Regions from separate parts of the Gossypium hirsutum genome. Here region 2 is linked to region 1. Evidence: chromatin contacts called from public Hi-C data. All regions are on one chromosome and are shown on one strand. Each heading gives the region's core, a stretch centred on a gene start, on an enhancer-like site or on the middle of the called end of the contact. The rest is flanking DNA. Distances are from core to core; before and after follow the strand shown. Region 1 has its middle 20 kb from the start of LOC107932546. Region 2 holds the start of LOC107932601 (growth-regulating factor 1).

Region 1 (4,850 bases), core at 682-3,181:
ATATTTTATTAAGTATATGTATTTGACTTTTTTTTAATGTCGTATTTGTATCATTTTTGGTAAAAGTTATATATGTTGCTACTTGAAAGCAACAGTGTGAACTTTTTAATGTTTAATTTAAGTTTTAGAGTTGATTTGATGGAGATTCATAATTTGTTGATAATATATATTAACAATTAATTTTCATCAAATCAACTCTAAAACTCAAAAAATAAAAGTACAAGAATCATATTGTATTTAACAAATTAAATACAAAATTAAACAAATTCAAAAATAATATTATTCTTTTAAAATATTATAAAAACTCAAACATAATAATATTAACAATTAAATCTCACTAAACCAACCTAAAACTCAAATTAAACACTAAGAAGTTAATACCATTAGTCGTGAGTACCAAAATGTATAATTTTTGTCAAATATAGGTATCACATATTGGAGCAAAAAAACATAAATATTACATTAAAAAAAATATCAAACTCAAGTAACAAATGACATATTAAACCTATATGCTAATTCATTTAATTATAGAGGTTGTGTTCCTTCTAGATTATGAATACATTCAGGTTGAAAATGTTGTATTAATTAATATAAATATAAATAGATAAATAGATAGTTTATTTGGATGAGAACTATTCTAATAGACATCGATAATAACAATAGAACGATCGCAAAGTAATAAGAAAAAACAAAAATAAAATACACAGATTTTACGTGAAAACTTTTTCAAGAAAAAATCACTTTCAAGAAAAAATCACGGGCAAATGAGGAGAAATTCACTAAAGGAGTTTCGACTACATCTATATTTAATGGTACAGACCATGCCGCACAAGTACAATCCGTATAGAACTACACTATTTCTATTTGACATTGATTGCCCCACAGATCCCCTTATTTTTTTACTATATTTTATTTCTTTAACAAATGATGGGATTCGAGTTACACAACTCTAGCAGCAACAAATGATTTCAATTATAATGAAAATCAGATTGACTATATAAAAATGGTTGGTATGTGTGTATATATAATTTCATATCATCGTAAAATAATTAAGAAATGGGGAGGAACAAAATAATAAATCAAACAAGAAAAATGGAAAATAATGAAGAGGAAAAGTAAACGAGAAATTGGAGATGACATATACGGAAAGGAATATATATATATAACTAAAAAAGATTTAATTTTCCTTTAGTCCCTATACTCTTTGGTCTTTTAAAAATTAATCCCTCTACTTGTCTGTTTTAAAAATTAAAGTTCAATTAATAATGTTGTCGATGAGCTTTCGTTAAACTTAAACATGTGCCATCATGATATTCAAAGGTTTGATGTAAAATTCGAATCAATTAGAATTTAATTTTTCAATCAGAAAATTTTGAAAGAGTAGATGAATTGAGAGAAGAATTAGACGAATTCGGTGCTTGAATTAGTAAGCAAGGGTTTAGACTTAGACAAATAGCTGGAAATTCTATTGATTGACATTCTAACTTAAGATTCCTTATAGTTTCCTTCCATCACATGGTCATCAACTCCCTGCTATATATATATTCATAAATAAATTAAAGTCAAATTCTGTGCAAGATAGCTAAAGGTGTTATTTATGACTCTTTGTCTTGTAAGCCATTTTGACAGCTTTTTACTTGTTAATAGTCTAATGAAAACGATAGTGTTAAAAACCATGTTGCGGCTTTTTCAACTCAGCTCTCAGTTGTAATAAACCAAACACAAAATCTCTGCCTTCAATTGTTACAGTAGCGTTATAAGACTGGTAGCTACCGATGTTGTCTGAGCTCCATAAATGAAAGAAATTACCAACCAAAAGTCAGCCCCATAATGGTAACCCATATTTTATGTCAACATTGTACATATCATGGGCTCCATAAGAACGATGAAGTATGGACCAACATATAAATATAGTCCAACAAAAAAAAAATACACTTCTTGAGAGTAAAATTTATAAGGTAAACACAAGCAGGCATGCTGCAAGTGCACCACGCTTTAGTGTGTTCTTTGATAGGTGCTGGTTTAAGTGATATTGGAAATTAACTTATCTTTGAATTATTTGATAATTAGTTGTATATATATATATATCTCCTTACTGCAAATGTTTCTTTCAAACATGAAATTGTCGGTGGGAACTAATGCCATTTGTGTCTGTTTTAGTTAGCCGCTAGCCGTACGGCAGCTGCAACCTATGCAAGATCCTATCTTCAACATCTTGAAAGTGATGTCTTCGAAGGTTTTATGATAACATGTATCTGGTTTGAATTTTATCGTATAGAAATGTTATGAGTGAATTTTCTTTTACTTTATTTTGGATTTAGGTTTAATCATGTAGGAGTCTTATCAATATTTTATTCTTTGTTTAAGTCTGAATATATTTTGGTTTTCAGTTTATTGTACTTTGTATTGAGTTGATTTCAATTTTAATTAATTGAATTAGTTTAATAAAAATAAGTTGGTTTACTCGAATTTTCGGTTTATTCAATGTAAACAATTCATTTCGATGATTTATTCTGGTTGTGAGTTTATAAATCAAATAAACCAATTAATTTTTAATTAATAAACCCTAACCACGTCCATTTCCAATCTCAAATAATCAAATATCAAACGATGAATATCTAAATACTATACCAATATAAAGTTCAACCCAACTCAACTCAACTCAAAAGTTAAATCCACTATCTAATTAACCCAACTAAAATATTAAAAGGGTAAATACGTGGATGAAATTGTAAAGCATAACTAAAACACATGGATGAAATTGTAACCACATAAGTATCTATTACATTGACAATTTAGATAAATAGATTAAAAAAATTAACACTATGTTTTTTTAAAATGTGGGATTCAAGGTGCTCATATGATAAGTACACATAAATTTATAATTTAATCTATGTGTTTTAAATATGGTACATATTAAATCTAAATTAATATTTAATGCCTAAATCGACGATTAAGATAATGAACGATTCTAATTGATACAATATCATAATACTTTAAAAACTTAATTAAAACATTTAAAATCCAAGTGATAATGCAAAATATTTAATGAAATTAACTCGTTTTTTATTTTCAAAACTACTATTTCTTCCATCAAAACTAAAACAAGAAGTACAATAATTTAGAAAAAGTGCATGATTGAGGTTTGGAAATACTACATCAAATATAAGTCAAAATTCAAAAAGTGGAACGTGTATGATGCATTTAGGAATATGAACAAAGGGCTTCTTTATTTTATATTTTATTAGATATGTGTATCACTCATTTAAAGAAAAACGTGATGTGAAGACAAATCATAGCAATAAAAGATAAAATCAAACAATAATCTATGTGGGGTTTAACTTTGACATAAAATTCACTATACTTTGAGTCCCACCAACATTATTACATAGAAATTCCAAACCGACTTTGAAGGACATTGAACTCTAATGTCTTACTCTCCCCTATTAGATATCGATGTTTCGAGTTCCACCACAAGTTTTTGGTGCCTTACATGCATACCCTATCTTTATCTTAATTTTTGTCGCCTACTTTTTAATGATTTTTTAAATAATCCATCGTAAATATTAAAATAGAAAATAATTTTTATACATTTACAATTATAATATATTAAAAATATGAGATAACAATGAACAAGTGTTGAGTGTAGTGATAAGATATATTACATTTTTAGGGAGAAAATTCAGGTTCGAATTCTGAAAATAATATTATTAAGAGAAATAATCACGAACCCAGAAAGGATTAGACTTTATAAACTGTAAAATGAATATATAAAATAATTTAATCATAAAAAATATATGATAATAACATAACATCAACTTAAACGGGAGAGAAGTGGAAAGTAACTTGTGTGGATTTTGTTTTCCTTTTGCATTGAAATATTTGTTCAAATGTTTGAACTTCGTCTTTTAAGTATGATGAAACGTTTATAAACAAACGTTATTTTGATGGCATTTATAAATACGTTAAACGTGCAAGTTTTGAGAGTGACATCAATGGTGGAAGTCGACAAGAAACTGATAGCAATTTAGGTCTCATTATTGGTTTTTGCTTGGAACCAAAATTGGTTGAACTGAATCAACGAGAAAGGGAAAATTTTAGGCGTTTACCGTGCTTTATTGTTCAAAAGTTACGATTTTGTAATATATGTTTAGATAATATGAGATTTGATTAGATTGAAAAAAAGTTAATAATCCGAATTGGTGTAACTTAAATTCGAATTGACTGATTAATTTAAATTCGAAATAATTTATACTTCAAAATAATTCAAATAAATAATTAGAATGACCTAAATTTGAAATGATCTAAACCCATAATAAATCGACCCTCATAAAATTTGAACCTAAGACAAAATAAACGTAAACGGATTCAAACCCAAAATTATTAGAAACTGAAACTAAGATCCAACTCAAAATATTCCGAAAACTTTAAAACATAAATTAACTCAATTCTGTTGACTCAATTCAAAATCAACTTGAGATGTCTAACGTTTAGATTCAATTATTATTAAATGAGTGAAGGTAGACTTTTTTTTTATGTAATTATCTTTATAAAAAGCAAAATTATAAACTCGAATTTTATTCAATGGTAAACTTACATTATGGAGCTTTGGAGGCCAACCACTGGTTCTGCCGATCATTAACAGACTGGGCTAGCCGTTTTTTAAAGGGTTGTTGAAACAGAGGGCCCATGCCCGATTGATAAAAGAGGTATTTATTTGTTATTTAAGTTCTTTTTTCCATATTCAAATACAAATTATTTATGAAGGGTCTATTTTTTACCTAATTAATATGTAGATACTACTTATATTTAGATATTATAATTATTAAGCTTTATTTTTACTAAATTAA
Region 2 (4,850 bases), core at 1,582-4,081, 71 kb after region 1:
CAAACTGCAAGTTCTTACAAGCTTTCTTCTAATGAACTTGATCCAAGCTCAGTTTTATTAGCTTCTGATTATGGAAGGAACCGAGGCAGCACCAAGGAGTTTCTTGTTGTTCTCAGCTATTGGACTGCTCCCTGAGCTGCTATTCGAAAGTGAACTGAAAGGCGTGTTCTGCAATTGTATGCGGTTGCCATCCAACCCTTCCGATAAGAAGGTAAGTGTCGATGAGTTCTGGCAGCTACCTGCGTTGTTCGTCGTGTTGTTTAAGATCTCTCCTAATGGACCTCCCATTGAACCTCCCCAAGATATTGGTATCCAGTTAGGTTGCCTTTTGGTTTGTTCAGTGATGTCATTGTTCACTCCTAAACCCATTTGGATCTGATCGAACTCCTGAACTAACCTAAGAGATGAAAGGTCGAGTTTCTCTTTCACTGGTGAGGACAAGGTTGATGAGAACTCTGATGTTACCATAGGAATAGACATCGAGAGTTGAGTCCAGTCAGGTTTTAACTCATTTGGCCAAGTAACAATAGAACGACTAGACTGATCCTTGGGCCAGTTATCAATGAATTGGTGAGGCGGTGTTTGATCTTGTGTTTCTTGACCAGTGAAGTCTAGGAACAGACCATGACCATACTCCTTAGAGTTCATGTAATAGCTTTTATGCGACGGATTGACAAGAGAATCGGAAGCAACATGTCCAAAATCCGATAGAGATGATTCTACAAACGGAACACCTTGTTTTGTAATGGTGAATGTGGTGGAGTCATCAGATTTCAGGTTGGTGGTGGAAGACAACACCGAAAACCCCCGTTGATCTTGTATTCTGCCACGAATAAATCATAACCGCAATGAACAAAATGAAAGATCCCAACAAAAAAAAAAGAGTTAAATCCAAGCCTATACAACCGAGTGACCAAGGTACCTAGCAAGGAGAATCCTAAGTCCCAACTACAAGTGTGGCCAATGTCACCAAAAGTAAAGATGGCACAATAGGGTCCTACTTTAAAGTAAAGAGAAAGGAACAGAAAAATATATGTATACAAACAGTTAAAGCATAATCATTATTAATATCAATGTAAGCAAGTAAAGCAACCTCAAAAGCATAAAGCAAGTTTTTTACCTGTTCACAAGGGTGTCTGAAGAAGGATCAGCAGCACCAGACCGGTGCTGCAGTGCAATTGCGAGACTATTGGCTGCACCACCACTGGTTTTTGCCGATGCCAACATAGAGGAAGACATCGACTCCACCTTTGAATTAGTGGCAGTGTGGCCGGTCTGGCCTTCCACAGGCTTTCTTGAACGATGGCGGCCCCTGTTTATATGCCTTTCACAATACTTTTGATCAGCAACGGCATCCCGGGAGCAACGCCATTTCTTTCCATCCGTTCGACGACACCTCCCTGGCTCAGGATCGGTGCTGCCAGTATACCGCAGATGGAAAGAACCCCATCCCACTACATAAAAGCCACACAATGATCAATGATGAAGACAAAGCAAGCAAAAAATTACTTTATAGCTAAAAATCACCTTTTTTTTTCATTTGTGATACCTATAGCTTTGGATAAAACTTTCTACAAAACATAAACAGATCACTCTGCACAAAACTGTTCGTTTATGCACCAAACAAGATAAGAACTTTACATGAATTATAAGGCAAGGATCCAACAGATGAACTGGTGAAGCCATAGGGGTAAAGGGATTTCTTCAAAGGAGTGAGCAAATTAGAAGGTACAGGCACATTAGACATGATGTATTTGTAGATCAATGCCTGGTGTTGTAGCTCAATCCATTGAGATGGAGTTAAAACCCCATGCATGGTTGCATTAAGGTTTCCACTACCATATCCTGAAACAAAACATTTAAGGGTTATAATCACTTGTCTGCAACATTTACTGTTTGCTACATATGTCCATTGTCCTTATTTTGCCAACTATTTTAATAATGTCAATGAACCCAATAGCAAGAAATGTTGGGATTAAGAATAAAGTAAGTGCCTATGAAAAGACCTTCACAATCACATTGAAACAAATATGCTTAAACCCTTTAAACAAACCCCATTTTAATGAACAAAATCATATCACCAAGTACCAATTTTTTTTCTTTTACCTAAAAAATAAAAAACATAAACTTTCAAACACATTACCTGCATTTCTAGTATACATAGAGAAGTCGTTGCTTTGTGTAGTTTTCTCCATAAAGTTACCATCTTTTCTGATAAAAGGAAGTTCAGATTTGAGTGAAGAGAAGCTAATCATATGATCTTGTTGTTGTTGGGGAGTTTCATTAGATCTCAACAAAGGAATGCCTTGGTGCAATGGCATTGTCTTCGGTACCTTACAACTTTTCCAGTGATCTTCTTCTTCAGCTGAATCAGAGGATCTTTCTTGCTTGGTAAACCCGGATCCGAAAAGCTTAGGCTTGGACTCAACTGGTGGAGATGGAGATGGAGATGGAGATGGAGATGGAGATGGAGCTCCATTATTAGGACCCACAATACCATCCAAACCCAGAACCCCAAAATCCATATAGAACCAATAAACAAAAACAGGGCTCTAAAAAGCATGAGTTGTTGTTGATGATGATGATGACATGGAAGGGTTGAAAGTTGAAGCTTTGGATAAAAACAAGTGTTTGAAGACAGAGAAAGAGAGGAGCATCTTTAAAAGGACAAAGGTGTTATGTTTTGGGTTTTTTCTTTCACTGTTTCAGATCAGATTTTTTTTGGGGGGGGGGGGTTCATCTTTGTAATGGAAGTATCACAATTTTAGAGACTATGAGCAAAAACTATATAAAAAAAAGGGAGCAAACAAGGGTATAATATAGTACCACACTACGCCAATATATCCCAGACATGTTAGCACATATTTATCCATGGTTTTTCTTTTAAAGTGAAAAAAAAAAAAGCATCCGTTGCTTTCAAGGAAAGGTCAAAGTTACAAAATTCTCCTTGTTCTAAGAGCTCTTCCTTCTTTTCGAGTTTATTTTTTATATTAGTTTTTTTTTGAGATATTTGGTTTTTCTTCTCAATAATATAAGAGTGTAATATGATTTAACACTATAACCCATATTTTTGTTGAGTTTAGTTCATTGCATAATGGTTAAACCTTTCAAGATTAACCTTAATAAAAGTATATAAATAAAAGCTTTTCACACATTTCAATCCAGTTTAGACTAAAACACATGATAATTAAATCAAATATTACTTGAAAAGAAAAAGATAATAATAAAAACATAATTTGAAACTTAGAGGCCCAATATGATTTTAAAGTCAAATTTTAAAATTAATTAATTTAGCCCATACCCATACATATATAGAATGAAGAATGATTTTCTTTTAACTTACTTATTGGCATACATCGAAAAAGAGATAGCTAGAGATTTTTCAACAGATTCTAACATTGATGAGTTCGATCTTATGAAAAATGGAATGTACAATTTAGGATGCTTAGTATTGAGAAATAGGACTAAGGCCAAGTTCTTTTTAATTTAATTTTTGGAATTATAATGATATTTATGAAATTTTTAGCATAGTATTAGTTATTCTTTTTTGCATATTGGAAAGAAATATTTAATTTTATACTGCGTGATTTTTTTCTTTTAATTTTTTATAGTTAAATCTTTCATACTTTTTAAAAAATATTAAATTGATTTGTTTGATAAGAAAAAAAATATCTGAAAAAAATTGACACTTTTTTATGTTAAAAAAAGGTGGTTCAGATTTAGAAATTTCACCCTCTTTAGAGTAGAATTTTGGATCCGTCCCTAATGACTAAGCTTATTGAAAGACTTGATTGATACTTTAAAATTCAATTAAAAGATTTTAAATTTAAGAACCAATTTAAATTTTAAATCTTAATTTGAGGACATATTGTGAAATTAATTTTTTTAATTACGACTTAAATCCATTATGCATCTGTTTTTTTTAATTATTATGATTTAGTTATTTGTAATTTTAATGATACATGTGAATTTTTTTAAAAAAAATAATTAAATTAGGCTTTTTACTTTTGTTATATATATATTCTTAAATCTATAATTTATTTTAAGGAATTTAGTAACTACCGTTTAGATTAGTACTAAATTTTCAAAATTCAAAAAGTAAAAAAGAAAAAGAAAAAGATTAAATTAGAGTAGAATGATTAACTTGACAACTTTTGTATGATAAAAAACTACCAATAAAATTTAACCTACTCAATGTAATAATAAAGAAATATCAACTATGGACTTATTTAGATGAGCTTTTTCTATAATGCAGTAAAATTATTTAACTCACAGTTATAATAATTAATCTTATTGTTACCACCATCTTTAAAATATACAAATCCAAACACCTAAATCAAACGGGGAGACGAAATTTGTATGCTTAAATCTAGGGTTAACGTTGGTTAGTGGGACAATCCCTAACTCCACTAGCCAACTACCTCTTACCAAAACAAATAATAATAAAATATTAATTATTTTATTCAATATAAATATTAAGTATGAGTATAAATTTATTCTCTTTTCAACTGAGGCTTCCTTTGGATGCCAATGCAGCCATGGTGAGATGGGATTTTGAGGGAATATTCTTTTTCCCTGCACTGTGATGACGTTTGGAGAAACAACGGTGAGGTGCAACTGAAGAATTCAATCTCACTGGCAGCCTCATTTCCAACTGGAGGTAAAACCTCCAGCTTAAACACAGCCAGCAAAATAGATTTTTTGCAGACAAAAATGCCCATATTTTCATTTATTATTTTACAATTTTATCCAGTTTTCTTGCAAACAGTTTTCTTGCAGACAAAAACACAGCCAACAGCTGGAGTTGTTCAATTATCTATTGTATTGATTGGGCTCTTGTGATTTGCTGA

The links. A called contact is a pair of places that touch in the nucleus more often than the background predicts.
Region 2: a Hi-C map of leaf shows a contact between it and region 1, with 1.7 times the contacts expected there. The contact joins the promoter of LOC107932601 here to the enhancer-like site in region 1. A contact is called at or near these places in 10 of 34 Hi-C or Micro-C datasets (anther, hypocotyl, leaf and 2 more).

What each region holds. Positions count from the first base shown.
Region 1 is chrD03:3,206,365-3,211,214 of Gossypium_hirsutum_v2.1, forward strand. No RefSeq gene overlaps it. Among protein-coding and RNA genes, the nearest start is that of LOC107932546, 20 kb to the left of the region's middle. Within about 2 kb of position 1,932, at least 2 of the 9 cell types and tissues checked have an H3K27ac peak or open chromatin away from gene starts, as enhancers often do. A contact at or near this core is called in leaf, where this site is marked.
Region 2 is chrD03:3,276,476-3,281,325 of Gossypium_hirsutum_v2.1, forward strand. LOC107932601 (growth-regulating factor 1) reads right to left here and starts at 2,832. Exons shown (of 4, transcript XM_016864659.2): 1 at 2,144-2,832; 2 at 1,642-1,845; 3 at 1,121-1,454; 4 at 1-823. The coding sequence starts at 2,525. The coding sequence ends at 58.